Regions from separate parts of the Callithrix jacchus genome. Here region 1 is linked to region 2. The links are chromatin contacts, called in public Hi-C maps. All regions are on one chromosome and are shown on one strand. The core of a region is the stretch at or near the end of the contact, and the rest is flanking DNA. Distances in the headings are between cores, read along the strand shown. Region 1 overlaps TTLL11 (tubulin tyrosine ligase like 11). Region 2 overlaps DAB2IP (DAB2 interacting protein).

Evidence for each region. Hi-C and Micro-C count contacts between places; a contact is called where the count stands out from the background.
Region 1: a Hi-C map of skeletal muscle shows a contact between it and region 2, with 10 times the contacts expected there. The contact joins two enhancer-like sites. A contact is called at or near these places in 2 of 3 Hi-C or Micro-C datasets (both in skeletal muscle).

The regions. Positions count from the first base shown.
Region 1 is chr1:170,463,312-170,470,609 of calJac240_pri, reverse strand. TTLL11 (tubulin tyrosine ligase like 11) reads left to right here. Exons shown (of 8, transcript XM_078375581.1): 3 at 4,224-4,799. The coding sequence starts at 4,230. Among named protein-coding and RNA genes, the nearest start is that of TTLL11, 110 kb to the left of the region's middle. Within about 2 kb of position 2,834, at least 1 of the 16 cell types and tissues checked has an H3K27ac peak or open chromatin away from gene starts, as enhancers often do. A contact at or near this core is called in skeletal muscle, where this site is marked.
Region 2 is chr1:170,126,860-170,134,229 of calJac240_pri, reverse strand. The region is part of intron 2 of DAB2IP (DAB2 interacting protein); the gene reads right to left. Among named protein-coding and RNA genes, the nearest start is that of DAB2IP, 66 kb to the right of the region's middle. Within about 2 kb of position 4,554, at least 6 of the 16 cell types and tissues checked have an H3K27ac peak or open chromatin away from gene starts, as enhancers often do. A contact at or near this core is called in skeletal muscle, where this site is marked.

The DNA of each region.
Region 1 (7,298 bases), core at 1,585-4,084, 340 kb before region 2:
AATTGGGACTAAAATCCAGGTTTTCTGTTTTTCACTGTGGTACTATTTCTAACTTACCAAAAGCTATGACTTAAAAAACCTAAAAATTGACTAGGCACGGTGGCTCACACCTGTAATCCCAGCACTTTGGGGGGCTGAGGCAGGTGAATCATTTGAGGTCAGGAGTTCAAGACCAGCCTGGCCAAAATGGCGAAACCCTGTCTCTACGTGGTAGTGTGTATCTGTAATCCTGGCTACTCAGGAGGCTGAGGCAGGAGAATCGCTTGCATCCAGGAGGCAGAGGTTGCAGTGAGCCAAGATCGCACCACTGCCTTCCATTCTGGGAAACAGAGTTAAGACTCAGTCTCAAAAAAAAAAATAATAAATAAATCAAAATTAATTTTAAGATTGTGGTAAAATATAAATGACAAATTTTATCAGATTAACCATTTTTAAATGTGCATCGCATGTACATTAAGTATACAGTGGCATTAAGTATATTCACATTTTTGTGTAACCATCATCTGTCCATCTCCAGAATTTTTTTCATTTTGCAAAACTGCAGCTTTGTACCCATTAAACATTAACTCACCATTCCCTCCAACCCCAACCCCTGGAAAACACCATTGTAATCTCTGTCTCTGAATTTGACTGCTCCAGGCACCTCATGTAAGTACACTCTTACAGTATTTGTCTTTTGGGGTCCAGTTTATTTCACTTAGCATAATATCCTCAGAATACACTCATTTTGTGCCATGTGTGAGAATTTTCTTCCTTCTTAAGGCTGAATAATATTTCATTTGTAGTGGTGTTTCTTTAAGACCATTTTAATATCTTAATAGAATATCGTACTGCTCTGTAGTATTGGAATTTTGAACCGAGGGACTTTCCCAGTAGCGTTTTCTAAATGCCCACTAGGGGGCAGTAAAAACCATATAAATTTTTCTATAGGCCAAAGAAGTGCCAGGCAATTAGGCCACTACCTCCTCTGTATCTCTTTCAGCCATCTGTGTATACAGTTACAAGGTAATGGATTTCAGGTCCAACAGAGGCTTTGGATAAAACTAGAGATACCATCAGTCGTAGCCTAAGTGCAAGTCTTCCTCACACTCTGGCTAACATCTGCGCAGAATACTTCATTGAATATGTTGGTTTCAGATGGTATCTTAATTTAATTCACTTAGTCCGGTGATTCTCAGACAGAGTGCACATCAGAATCACCTGTGGTGATTTTTTCAAAATACATATGACCAGGTCTCATCCCAGATCGATTAAATCAGAATTGCTGAGGCTGGGGCTGAGGTATATGGATTATATTTTCATTCTGGTCCATCACTTCTTTTTAAGAGCCAATATGTGACCTTTTAACTTTAATAACTGCTGGGAAAGGGTCATTTTTGAATAAATCTCAGAGAAAAGTAAATATGAATTATGAAAAATGTTTCTCTTTTTAGGGTAGCAGTGGCAGAAGGGTCTCGTGGCTACAGGAACCACGTTCTGAACAATTGTGAGGGTTTCCTATAGATCACACCTGTGCTTTAACAAGCCAGGCACCCAGATAGAAGATTGGAAACTGGGGCAGTCTGGCCAACTCAGGATCTACAGATACAGTTCCTGGATGGCCATACTCAGGGCCAAAATCTTTAGGGTGAGGCCAGAGCACAGACATCAGTACTGTCTGATATATTAGGAGGAACTTTCCTATAGTAAGAAGAGGAAAAAGACATCTTCAGTTTTATCTTAGAGGTGAAAATGGCACCATGAACTTGAGGTGGGGTCAGGAGACCTAGGTTCTCATCCTGACCATCCTCCTAGCCAGCTATGAGACCCAAGGGAAGTCATGTCGCCTTTCTGAGCCTCAGTTTTCCCCATGAATTTTGAGAGCACTGGGTGATGTTGATCTCCGAGGATTCTTCAAGTTCTAAAATTTCAATGACTCTATGAGTTTTAATCATCTTGATTTGTATGGCACTATTTTGGCAAAGAGCAGAAGTAGTATTCAGGGATCCAGTGAGTGACTGAGACTATTGACCATGTAGTTTAATTTATTTAAGGCATATACATGGAATTCAAAGGAAAAAATATTGCTCTGGATAATCTATTGAACTGTTAGTGTCTTCGGCATAGCAAAAGCTTTCCAGAGGGAAAATTTCCCATCAGTGCAAACCTGACATTTTTCACTTCCTGATCCATAGCTGCCATTTGTCCAGCATGCTTATACTTACTGTAAAGGGCCGAGTGTACGAATGCTTTGGATGAATATTAAGTAACTACATAAACATCAAGGTCACAGTTGCAAGAAAGCCTCAGTGGAAGGCCCTGGGAGGCTTGCATTGATCTCTTGTGAAGTTCCATTCTTGAATCCTGCTGACAGGGGCAAACAATTGATGTGGACCATTATTAAGGCTTTAAGTGTTTCTCCATTGTTAAAGATCTTTTACAAGCCTGGAATAACTGATAGTGCCCAAGGAATTGGCATAAGCTTCATTTAGAAATATAGGCTGGTCAAAGAGATAAGTGCAACCGAGAGTGCAGTTGTCCTGGGTTGGGCTTACACAGCAAAGGTGGAGGGCTGAGAGGAGTCCCTCACTGGGGCACCAACTCAGCCTGCCAGGCACTGCTCTCAAATTTCAGAGGGAAACTTTCACGCAAGAAGCTACAGAGAGGATGGCTCCCTCTTTGAAATCCGTCCTTACATTTCCTCCAGCTTCTCTCTCCTGGTGAAAACCTCCTCTCCTGCCATTTCAGTCCATCCACTCTCCATAGCTGCAGGAAGCATCTCACCAGCATCGGGGGCAATGGGGTGAGGATGAATTATGCAGAACCACAGGTCCAGACCGACTATCTGGATGGTCAGTTGCCCAGATAGTTAGTTATGTGAGTGTTCTGCTGACCTGGAGCTGGGAGGAGAGCAAATACTACAGACGACAGGATCTTGTTTCAAAAAGATCTCAACAGATGGAAGGACTGGTCAGGTCTACCAGATGAACTTAAGAAGGGGCGTAAACATGAAACGGACATTTCCTGTGCACTAGCTCTGTATTTGGTATTGCACTTGGTCCTTTGCACGTTTTAGTTTATTTCATCCTTACAATGACCCAATGAGAGTAGGAGTCTATATCTCCATTTTTAAAGTGAGGAAACCAAGACATTGTGGGATAGAGGAAGGTCTGAGGGCTCTAATCATCAATCTAGATTCTGATCCCAATTCTAACCTCATTAGCTGGCAAATCACTTCATCTTCTTTTATTTTTATTTTTCTTTGAGACAACGTTATGCTCTTGTTGCCCAGGCTGGAGTGCAGTGGTGCAATCTCTGCTTACTGCAACCTCCGCCTCCTGGGTTCAAGCGATTCTCCTGCCTCAGCCTCCAGAGTAGCTGGGATTACAGGTGCCTGCCACCACACCCGGCTAATTTTTTGTATTTTTAGTAGAGATGGGATTTCACCATGTTGGGCAGGCTGGTCTCGAACCCCTGACCTCAGGTGATTCACCTGCCTTGGCCTCCCAAAGTGCTGGGATTACAGGCGTGAGCCACTGCACCTGGTCAAGCCACTTCATCTTCTAAGAAGAGCGACAACCAGGCTTTGGACTGTCTTTTATTTGTCAGATTCTAGGTACTTAGCCTCTTGCATTTATTATTGCATTTAATTCTCAAAACAACCTTACTTCTATTTCATAGATGGAAAGGGTGTAGATAACTTAAGTCACTTGCCCAAGGCCCAGGATAAGGAGCAGGGCCAGTGTCTAAGCCCAGGCCATCTGACTCCAACACCCGTGCTCTTAGCAACTGCTGTACCCTATCTGTTCCTGACATGAAAAGGCACGACCATATTTCTGGTGAGGGTTAGATGAGCTAATTAGGTAAGCGCCTGATATAGTGTTCACGGGAGCTCATAAATGATATTAGCTCACCATCATTATTATTCTCAGTGCTATTATGGCCCGTTCAAGGTGGAAGCTAATAACTGGCAAAACAGGATTCAAACCCAGGTCTTGTGACTGCCAATCCACTTCACAAGAGAGCTCTGTCTCACTCTGGAGTACAAGACGGGGGCCAATCCTGATGTCACGATCTCAGTACCTTGTGCAGTGTAGTCTCCATGGAAGATGCTCAGCACATGGTCAGATCGGCAGGGACCATCTTGTCACTCATTCACCACACATTTGCCAAGGCCTTGCTCTGTGCTAGGGATCCAGAGGGAAAAGAATATAATGTCAGCCATCCTTTTTTCCCCCTTTCAGGTTCGAATGGTGAAAGATGGTGACCCTTCCTGGAAGCCCACTTTTATCGTGAAACCTGATGGTGGTTGTCAGGGTGACGGAATCTACCTCATTAAAGACCCCAGTGACATCCGCCTGGCAGGGACCCTCCAGAGCAGGCCGGCGGTGGTCCAGGAGTACATCTGCAAACCTCTCCTTATCGACAAGCTCAAGTTTGATATTCGTCTGTATGTCTTACTCAAGTCCTTAGACCCCTTAGAGATTTATATAGCCAAAGACGGACTCTCCAGGTTTTGTACTGAGCCATATCAGGAGCCCACCCCCAAAAACCTGCACCACATTTTTATGCACTTAACCAACTATTCCCTGAACATCCACAGCAGCAACTTTGTCCATTCAGACAGTGCTAGCACAGGCAGCAAAAGGACTTTTTCCAGCATCCTTTGTAGACTGTCTTCCAAAGGCGTTGACATCAAGAAGGTCTGGTCTGACATCATCTCCCTCGTGATAAAGACTGTCATCGCGCTGACTCCAGAGCTCAGGGTCTTCTACCAGTCGGACATCCCCACAGGGAGGCCAGGCCCCACGTGCTTCCAGGTAACCAGTTCTCAGCCTGCATTTCAGCCTTGAGCAGCCTCAAATGGGCTCTCTGGCTTTGTGTGGGATGAGTGATGGGGTGGGGTGGCCAGAGGAGGGGATAGGAGCGGTGGTGCTGTGGGCTTTGGTGTTAAACCTGGGCCCAACTTCCAGCTTTTGGTTTGCTAGCTGTGTGATTTGGGGCAAGCTGCTTCCCTCTGTTACCTGTAAAAGGAAATGAAGAATACCTACCTTAAAAAGTTTTTGTAAGAATTAAATGAGATAACATATATAAAGCAGAGTTTTACATTCATTCATTTACTCATTCATTCATTACTTACTCATTCCACAACTTTTGCCACATGCTTAGTAGGGGTCAGGCATTGTCCCGGGTTCTATTGAGAAAGTAAGTCAGGACCCTGCCGGCTGACATATAGTGTGTTTTGAGAGATGTATAATTTAAAAAGCAATAATTATAAAGGGTTACAAGTGCTAGAATAGAATAGGAAACATCTGAGGTGCTTGAGATGGTGGAGCCATGTTACATTCTCTGGGCAGGAGTGGCATGGTCAGGGAAGGCTTCCCAGAAGAAATGACAGTCAAACTGGAACCTGGAGTGACAGTTAGTCGGAGGGAGACAAAGGGATCCAGGTGGAACCATGCTGTAGCCAGAGAGGTGAGGGGGAAGCATGAGGCGCTGGTGGAGGTTCAGTATGCTTGGTGGGTGGGGTCCAAGGTGGAGATGTCAGGGGAGGTGAGGGAAGGTGAGATGGGAGAGGAAGGTAGGGGGTGGAGAGCCTGGGCATGGAGGGGGGCGGTCCCTGGAGAATTTTAAGCAGGGGAAAGATACACCCAGATTTGCATGTTATAAAGAACAGCATACCTGCAGGGTAGAGAATACACTGAGGCAGGTCTGGAAGTGGGGAGGTCCCTAGGAGACAGTTGCTTTCACAGAAGCTGGAGAGGATGCTGGTTTGGACTGGGAAAGTTGTGGTACAGGTAGGGGGAATAGACAGATTTGGGTGCCAGGGAAGGAGCTAGAAAGGCTCAATTTGGTGACTGAATGAGGCTGGAGAGAGATGACAGATGGTGGCAGTGAGGGCAGGGAGGAACCGAGACTGATGTGCAGGTGGCCTGGGTACTTGTGTGGATGGATAGAGGCCCCTGGAAGAGGATCAGGCTGTTGGGGGATGGTTGGGAGTTGGACCTGAAGTGCTTATGAGGCATCCAAGTGGAGAGATTGAGGTGACAATTGGATATTTGGAGCCTGAAGCTTGGATTTCAGGAGACAGATTTCAGGTTGGGGACAGAGATGGGAACTCATTGGCAAATGGTGACCCAAGAGGGTGACAAGAGGACTGAGAAGACACCTGTGGGCACCACTGTTTAACCAAGGGATAGGCAGAGAAGGGAGAGGGAGCTAGAAAAGGAGGCCAAGAAGGAGTGTCTTGAGATAAATACCAGAGAAAGACCCGAAATGCCAAGGAAGAGGTTCTTGGAGAAGCAGGCAGGGGTTGTCGCATCCAATACTGCTGAGATGCCAGGCAAGGCCAGCACTGAAACTGTCCACTCCATCCACAAGGGGTTGACTGGAGACTTAGAGAGAATTGTCTTCAGCAGAGCAATGGAGCCAGAGTCTGGTGGACTCAGAGTGTGGGAGGGCAGGAAATGAGGAATGAGGCTGGAACCTTCTTAAAGGCCATTCAGCTGTGACAGTGTGGGATGGGGAGATGTGGCATCCAGACACTCCAAAGGCACACATACTTTCCTTCCCCCAGATCAATTTGTGTGGGGAGGAGAAGAAAAGAAGGGACACCTCTGGGACCCTCTCCATCTAATTCTTAAAGTTATTTTGTAGCACTTGATAGATATGAAAAGAGAATACATGGAACATATTTGTAAGCCATGAAGCCAAACAACAAAATGATCATCCCAAACGCTCCTTCCAGCCCAAGACATCCAGCCAGTGTCCCTGCCCAGCTCTGGGGTAAAGACCACCCTGAATTTTATGTTTATTATTTCCTTGCTTTAGAAAATATTTTCATTAGGCGTGACTGTATCCCTAAACAATGTATTGTTTTGTTTTGCTTGTTTTTGAGTTTTATAAAAATGCTGTTATAAAGTATGGAGCCTTCTGCAACATTCTTTTCTGCTACGCGTAAGGTTTCAAAGGTCAACCCATGCTGGTGGTGGTCGTGGGCACCGTCTCATTTGCACTCTTGTAGATTCCATTGTGAACATGCACAATTATTATCAGTTCTTCTGTCAAGGAACATTTGGATTATTTCCAGTTCTCGGCAGGTGGGTAACAGGTCTCTTGGGACAAGAAGGGAGAAGGGAGGGAGTGGGGAAGTGTCTCTAGTGGATGGGGCATTCATTCAACAGCAGAAGAGGAGGCTGGTCCCAAAGTGCAGCCCCAAACCCAGAGAGGCCACCCCAGGGGCTGGGCACCCATCAGCAGGATTTCCGGATGGGCTGGCGGGACCCTTTGGAGGGGAATTCAGGCCAGGATCAGTACCA
Region 2 (7,370 bases), core at 3,305-5,804:
CAGCCTCAGCCTCTCTAAGTGCTGCAATTAAAGGCGTGAGCCAAGGTGGGGTCTTTCTAGATCCCTGCTGCCAGGCCCAGGCCCACACAGCAGCTGGGAGTCCTCAGCAGGTGCTGATTGGTGCTACCCCCTGCTGGGCTATGGAGCCCTAGGATAAAGTCCCCTTTGCCCCAGGCATCACCCAGGACTCCCAGGTCTCCTGGGGCTATCCCCAGGGAGGACACTTGAGTGGCTTGGCATGGGGTTCCAGTCTCCCAAGCAACTCAGGCCAGCCTCCCCCATGCCCTCTGGGCTCCTGTTCCCCTGGTGCAAAGAAGTGATGCCCAGAACTTCAGTTCTTGGAATTTAGGACGTTTCAGTCCCCTGGGATATGGATTAAAGTGTGGACACTTGGGCCACCCAGCGGAGTCTAGGTTAGCCAGTCTGGGGAACAGCCCAAGAGTCTGCATTTTCCATCAGCAGGCGATGGGCCCACAGGTGATTCTGAAGCAGGTCATCCATGGGCTGCACTGAGCCTCACTCGCCCACCTGTTGCTCTCTCAGACTCTGAGACCACAGCCCCTGATAAAGACTTGAATCTGCTTTGTCCACACTTCAGCCTGTCCCTTTTTTTCAGTACCCCAAGTGCTACAGGCAGGGAGATGTTATAAACCTCATGGTACAGATGGGTAAACTGAGGCCCCAAATGGAGAATGCTCAGTTTGCACAGTCCCTGACCCATAGTGAAGCCCACAGCTTCCGCCTCCCTTCCCAGGCTCCCCATGTGGTCTGGATTCTGGGGCCCAGCAGGTCATCTAGGGCCAGGCAGCAGCCCTGACTGGCACCCTTTGTCCTGGTCCCTGTGCCCTCTGACCTCAGCAGGTCCTGGGCTGATTAAAATATCCCCTTACAGCTCTGATAGGCATGGTATCCCCTTACAGGGCAGAGAGGGACACTGTCGCATCTGAGGCGATACAGCCAGCTGGGCGCTGTGCTCTGGCCACCCTCGGGAGCTGCACACTGCTAACACAGGGAGATTAGAGGACTTTGGCCAGAAGGGTTTGCAGGAACCTGCTAGGAGAAAGCAAAGCTCAGAGAGGGAGAGCTGCCCAGGATCACTCAGTGCATACTTATCAACCGCAATTCAGCACTTCCCCTCTGCCAGGCAGTGTCAGTTCAGCCAGTCCGTCTAACGACCATAAGCAGTGAATCCTATTACTCTCCCACTTTACAGGCACAAGAATTGATTAGGGGCAGAGACAGGATTCAGTCCCATGCAGCCTTGAGTCCAGTTCTAGCCTAGGGCAGTGGTCAGTGGATACAGCCCCAGCCCCTCTCTTCTATCTCCCCTCTTACCACACCCTACTCCTATCCCTTTCCCAGCCACCCTGGCCCCCAGCCCTCCACTGCTTCTCTCCTTTGTGTCTTTGCTCCCATCATTCCCACCTCCAAGGACACAGGACATGGGGCAGGCTTTGTAGACTTCGGAGGCTGCTCTGTGAAATGGGCTATTTTAAGCCCCAAATTCCAGCTTGAGGCTGTCCACCTCATCCCTTCCTTGACATCTCCCAGAACCAGGACATCACCATCTCTATCTTTGTGGACCTCCATCCCCCCAAAATTTCCGCCCAGATCCTCCACTGCCTCCTCAGTGTGTGGTTCTCTTGAAAACAAGCAGGGTGAAATCTGAAACACAGCCCCTGCCTGGCTGCTCTGGCCCTGCTGCTGGCCTTTGGACACTCTTTCTGGCTCATCTTCCCTGCCACAGCCTCTTGACCCACCTGCTGACTCCCATTCACTCTTCCTTTCCAGAAAAACCACCTCTCTCCTCTCCCAATTCAGCGCCTCCTCCACGGCCCTCCTGCAACACTCTCTCTGAGCTTCCTGCACCTTTCCCCCAGGAAGCCCCCCTGCCAAATGCAATGTAAACACTATGGAAATCGTTGTATTGTTTAGGTAATCACAACAACGAGAAAGTCTGTACACGTTCAGTACAGATGCAATTTTTTCTGACCATCTTCAATCCTCGGTTGATTGAACCCACAGATGCAGAATTTGTAGATTCGGAGGGCCAACTGCATATTTTTTGATGATTCATCTCACATCTGTCTCTCCTGGCACACTGCTCTCCCGGAGGGTCATAACCCAGTGCCCAGCTTGGCATCGTCACATGGCAGCTGCCAGTGGGGGAGGGGGTGTCACTGTTGCGTACATAGGAAGTGTGCCCATCAGAGCCCCTCGGACCCCAGGGCCTTGTGCATCATGAAGCTGCCAGGCTCACAGCAAAACAGGGCCAAATGCTGTCCACCCCCCACCCCCAAACAAGTCACTGCTCAGGACTTCTTAATTTTCCTCCCCACAGGTTGCAGGGCTTCTCATTCTGTGATTTATAGCCCATCAAATAAATTCCCCCATTATCTTTCACATGCAGCGCCCGGCTTCGCTGCCATTTAATAATACATTTGGCTTGCTGGGCCTCTCCCGGGAGAAATCTAAGGCTTGGCTGCAATTCGGGGGCAGGCAACGTGGAATTCCAAGGGCTCATTTCAGACCCAAATCTTCAGCAGGTCTGAGCCTCCTGCTCAGGGGCTAACTGGGCAGGGTCCCAATCCCTCTTCTCTCCCTTCCTCCCAACCACTGCCTGAGATATCTCAATGTCCACTGGAGCTCTAGGGCCAGTTTGAGAGCAGGGAGACCCTGCTACTTCCCCCACTAGACTCGGTGGTTTCAAGGCTCCACAGGCATGATCTCAATCTACCTGTCCAATTCCCCGAGCAAGGCAGAAACCCATCGGAACTGTCTCACAGATGAAGTAGCGTCTCTGAAACACAGGGAGGTTGCCCCAGCCTTGCCCACTCCACTCCGTGCTTCCTAGGTTCAGATGCAGCCAGCAGAGAGTTCAAGGGTATCCTCTGTGTCGGGCACTGTGCCCCGTGCTTGACTTGAATTGTCTCATTGCATCCTCCCAATAGCCTTCAGAGGGAAAAGGTGCTATTATACCCATTTTACAGATGGGGAAATCAAGCCTCAGAAACAACCAATTTCCCTAGGCTCCTCCAGGAAGCAAATGGCAGCTCCCTGGGGGAAAGTCTTGCTGGAATGAAGGATGAGAAGGGGCTGGAGGCTGCAGAAAACTCACGGCTTCGTGCAGAGCCCTGCATTACAAAACAGAGTGTCAAGAAGGCAAGGAGAGCTCAGGGCTTTAGGATCTGACAGTTCAGGGTGTAAATCCTCCCCCTAGGAGTTCTTAGCTCTGTGACCTAGGCCAAGCCCCCTAACCTCTCTGGATCCCAACTCCCCGCTCTGTGGAATCTGAATACTCTCCTCCCAAACTGTCATAAGACTCGAATGAGACAGCACTCAGGAAGCTGCCTGGTGAACTGCCCAGTCCTGTGCTGTTTCATTTTGGCTTGTTAGAACAGTGGAATCAAGACATGGTATAAAGACATGCAAAGACTCCTCCAGGCAGACATGGAACTGGCGGCTCAGAGCCAGGCGGGGACCTGGGCAGAAGATGAGGTCTCCTCCTCAGCCCACAAGCTGCTTACCTCACTCTGGTGCCAGGCACCTCCTGCCCAGGCTTGGGAGAAAACAGACAGCCCTCCTGCTCCTGAGAGCACAGGTCCCAGCGTTGCTCAGCTGGGGAGGGTGGCGAGGACTGGGTGAAGGGGCATTCCAGGCTAGCCTGGGCCAGGCCTCCCGCCTCTCCTCCCGCCCAACCACCAGGTCTGCGTCCCTCCTCCCTCCTGCTCCTGAAAGTTTCTGCTTCCACTTTATAGTTTCCGTGGCAACCACTTCTCTTCCTTTGATTGTTTCCTCCTTCTCAGTCACTTTGCCATCTTATGCTAAAGGGAGAATAAAAATGGCCAGAGCAGGAGGTCTGGCCAGGAGGAAGAGGATGGAGAGTCACAGGGCTGGGGTGGGGGTGACCTCTGCAGGGCAGCCCTGGCCCCTCCCTCAAAAGACATGTGAGGCCAGCCACTGTGTCTCACGCCTATAATCCTAGCACTTTGGGAGTTTAATGCGGGTGGATTGCTTAAGCTCAGGAGTTTGAAACCAGCCTGGGTAACATGGTGAAACCCATCTCTACTAAAAAAAAAAAAAAAAAAAAAAAAAATGCAAAAAATTAGCCAGATATGATGGCATGTGCCTGTAGTCCCAGCTACTCGGGAGGCTGAGGCACAAGAATCGCTTGAACCTAGGAAGTGGAGGTTGCAGTGAGCCAAGATGGTGCCACTGCACTCCAGCCTGGGGGGGACAGAGCAAGACTCCATCCCATCCCCGCCGCCGACCAAATAGGCATCTGAACAGGGAACTGTCCCTTGGGAAGGTCCTCCACAGCAGGGCCCCTCAAATGTGACTCACCTGGGCAGACTGCCTGCCAGGCCCTGCAGAGGATGCCCACGGCGTGTTGTCTTCACCCAGAGTGCTCTGCATTTGAACAGCCTCCACCCCCAAGCCCCACCCTGTCTAGCTCTGGGTGTCCATTCTCATCCAAGGCTTTGCTCCCATCTCAGCGCCCTCCTTCCTGAGGTTGCCCTGCTGTGTCCTAACCTCTCTCTTGAGTGGCCCTCTTCCCTGCAGGCAGGCCATGCTGGCAGCAAAGCCAGTGCCACTTTCACTCCGTTTCTAGGCCCGGCCCCTGCATGGGGCTAAGCACACAGTAGGTCTGCAGGAGGTGACCTTGAACCTATGGCCAGGGAGACCAGGGTTCCAGTTCCAGTTCTACCACCAGCTAATTGCGAGCCTTTCACGAATTCACTCTAGAACTTGGCGTTCCTGGTGGTAAAATAACGATGGAATTAACTTCCTCACCGGATGTTGGAGACTGAAAATGGTCTGTGGGAGGTCTGAAAGAGCCTGGAAATTTCTGAAGTGCTGTACCAAGTCCAAGGTTATTTTTAGGCACTGAATCAGTGCCGCCCAATGAACGGCCCCAAGGTCTCCTTGACCCCACACATGGCTCTCTTTCTCCACCTGCTGACCTCCTGAGGCATTGACCGGCCACACGGAGACCTGGCCTCTGTAGCCCCCTCCATGCCATAATCACCCTCTGCCAAGAGTCCCTAGCACACACACACATGCACATGTACACATTCACAGATAATACATGCACACGCACACACACACGCACACACACATACATGCTCACATGCGCACACATGCACACATACTCATGCACACACATACATGCACACATACTTGCACACTCACATGCACACACACATGCACCCACACACATGCAGGTCTGAGGCTGGGTGGGCCGAACTGACACGCATGGCCCCACGGCATCAGGCATCAGACCTGATTGGTGTTGGCTGTTCTGGAGGGCTGGGGGTGCCTCCAAGGCCCAAGTCTGCAGGGAGCAGCCAAGCCCATGGGGTGAGGATGGAAGTGGATGAGCAGCTTCCTCACAGCCTTGCCACAGGTGGTGGCGGGGGCAGGGGCTGAACCGACAGGGCTGTCCGATGCCTTCTTCTGTTGCCACCATCTGCTTCCTTTATAGGCTGGAGCACCAGGGCCAGGGCCAGGGGGTCTAGGTAGGGTACCCAGTTACGCCGCCGGGAAGTGCTCTCCCCAGAGAAAGCTGCTCTTCCTTCCACACTCCCACAAAGGCCTCCTCCTTCCTCTTTGGCGCTGACAGTGAACTCCACCCCCACTGCCCACCCATTCTCAGACCTGTGCGTCACCTTCCAAACTGCTTACCGAGGCTGCACCTGCCCAGGCTTGTGCTAGGGTAAGGCTGCTTTCTAGGCACAAAGGGACACCTGGAGCCGTGCTGGCTCAGGGTGGCGTTCCTGTGTACACTGTGGGGGGCGGGCATTTCACCCTCCTCCAAAGACCTGAAGGATTGAAGGGCTTTGAGCAGATTCAGAGAAAAAAGAAGACTTGTGAACTGTCAGAACCAAGAGAGTAAAGGCAGGGTCAACTGTGGCCGGCCGGGGCCTCTGCCTCCTCCACCTCTCCTCTTTCCTCACCCTGCTCCCGTCTTAAAAGCACAGGATTCCCACATTGTCACTGGGAAGCCAGGCCATTCAGCTCCCACCCTGGGATGCACAGGAGGCACGTCCTAGGAGCTGGCATGTGAAGGCCAGTGCAAGTCCTAGCACGGTCCCTGGAACACCCTCCAGGAACTCTGTGTCCCTCTGTGTCCTAAGAGGGCTCTGACACAGTCCCTGTCCTCAGAGAGCCAACAGTCTGGTGGGACACAAAGACTTCCAGAGAGACTCTGGAGCAAGAGCCCAAGGCAGAGGGAGCACAAGGGAGAAAGCAACCAATTTTGACTGACAGGGCAAGGAGAAATCAAGGAAGCCTTCACAGAAGAGGTGGCATCTGGGCCAAGACTTTGAATAGGGCTCCAAGAGGCTGAGGGTGTTAAGGAAGGGAGCAGCAGCCCCAGACCCATGGCAGAGACCTAACTTGACCTCCCTTATCCAAATGCCATGTACTTAGACCGTGGTGAGGGTTTGGGCCTGGCGGACGCTGTCCTGACGTCCCCTTAGCTGAGCCTTAAATCTCCCACAATGATCCAGAACGAGGCATATCCAGGCTAGCTCCTGTGGCCAAACCCTGGGGCAATGTTTGTCCTGGTCACTTGTCTCTGGGCAATGGCCTGAGAGTACCAAAGGGCACAGAGCCCGCCAGGTCTTAAAAGCCTAATGAAAAGAGTCTCCTCAAGTTCCCTGAGCCACCTATTCCAGGATTTCACACCACTCTACGGTAAGCCAGGAAGTCCTTCCCCCTATCTAACCTACATCTCTCTTGCTGAAATGTACACCTACCTTGCTTTGGAGACACAGGAATAACAAAGCAGAGGCGCTGAATGGCCTCACCAGGCGCTCTGTTTGCAACAGAGGTGATTTCGTTGGGGGGTGGGGGGGTCAGTGGGCAAAGACACAACCCTACGCTCTGACAAGAGAGAACAAGGCCCTCATTGTGCTCATGATTAATTTATAGGCCTGGGGAGGGTCTAGCGGGGAATGTCCTCTCTCTGGGCCTCGAAGGCTTCCCTGACCCAATTTAGAAGCTGCGTTTATTGTATTGTTCATGTCAAACCTTCCCAATGAGGTCTCTATTCCCAGCATGCTCGTGAATTTTCTGGGAGTTTAATAGTGCACAATCTGAGAACCATTTATTAAGGAGATTAAACCCCCAAATATGCTTCCACATACTTTGCAAAAACACAGCAAATTTATTCTCCAGCATCAGTGGGCTCTCACAGCCCGAAGCAGCTGGAACCCCTCAACCTGGGAGACAGGGGAGCTGAAGCCAAGCAGGGATGGGGAGCCCCTGAAAGGATCTAGGGGAAAGTGCACATGAAATTCCAGGAACCCAATTTCAGCCCCAGTGTGAGCAGGGCCCAGGGGTGAAGCTGCGCCCGCCAAAATCCC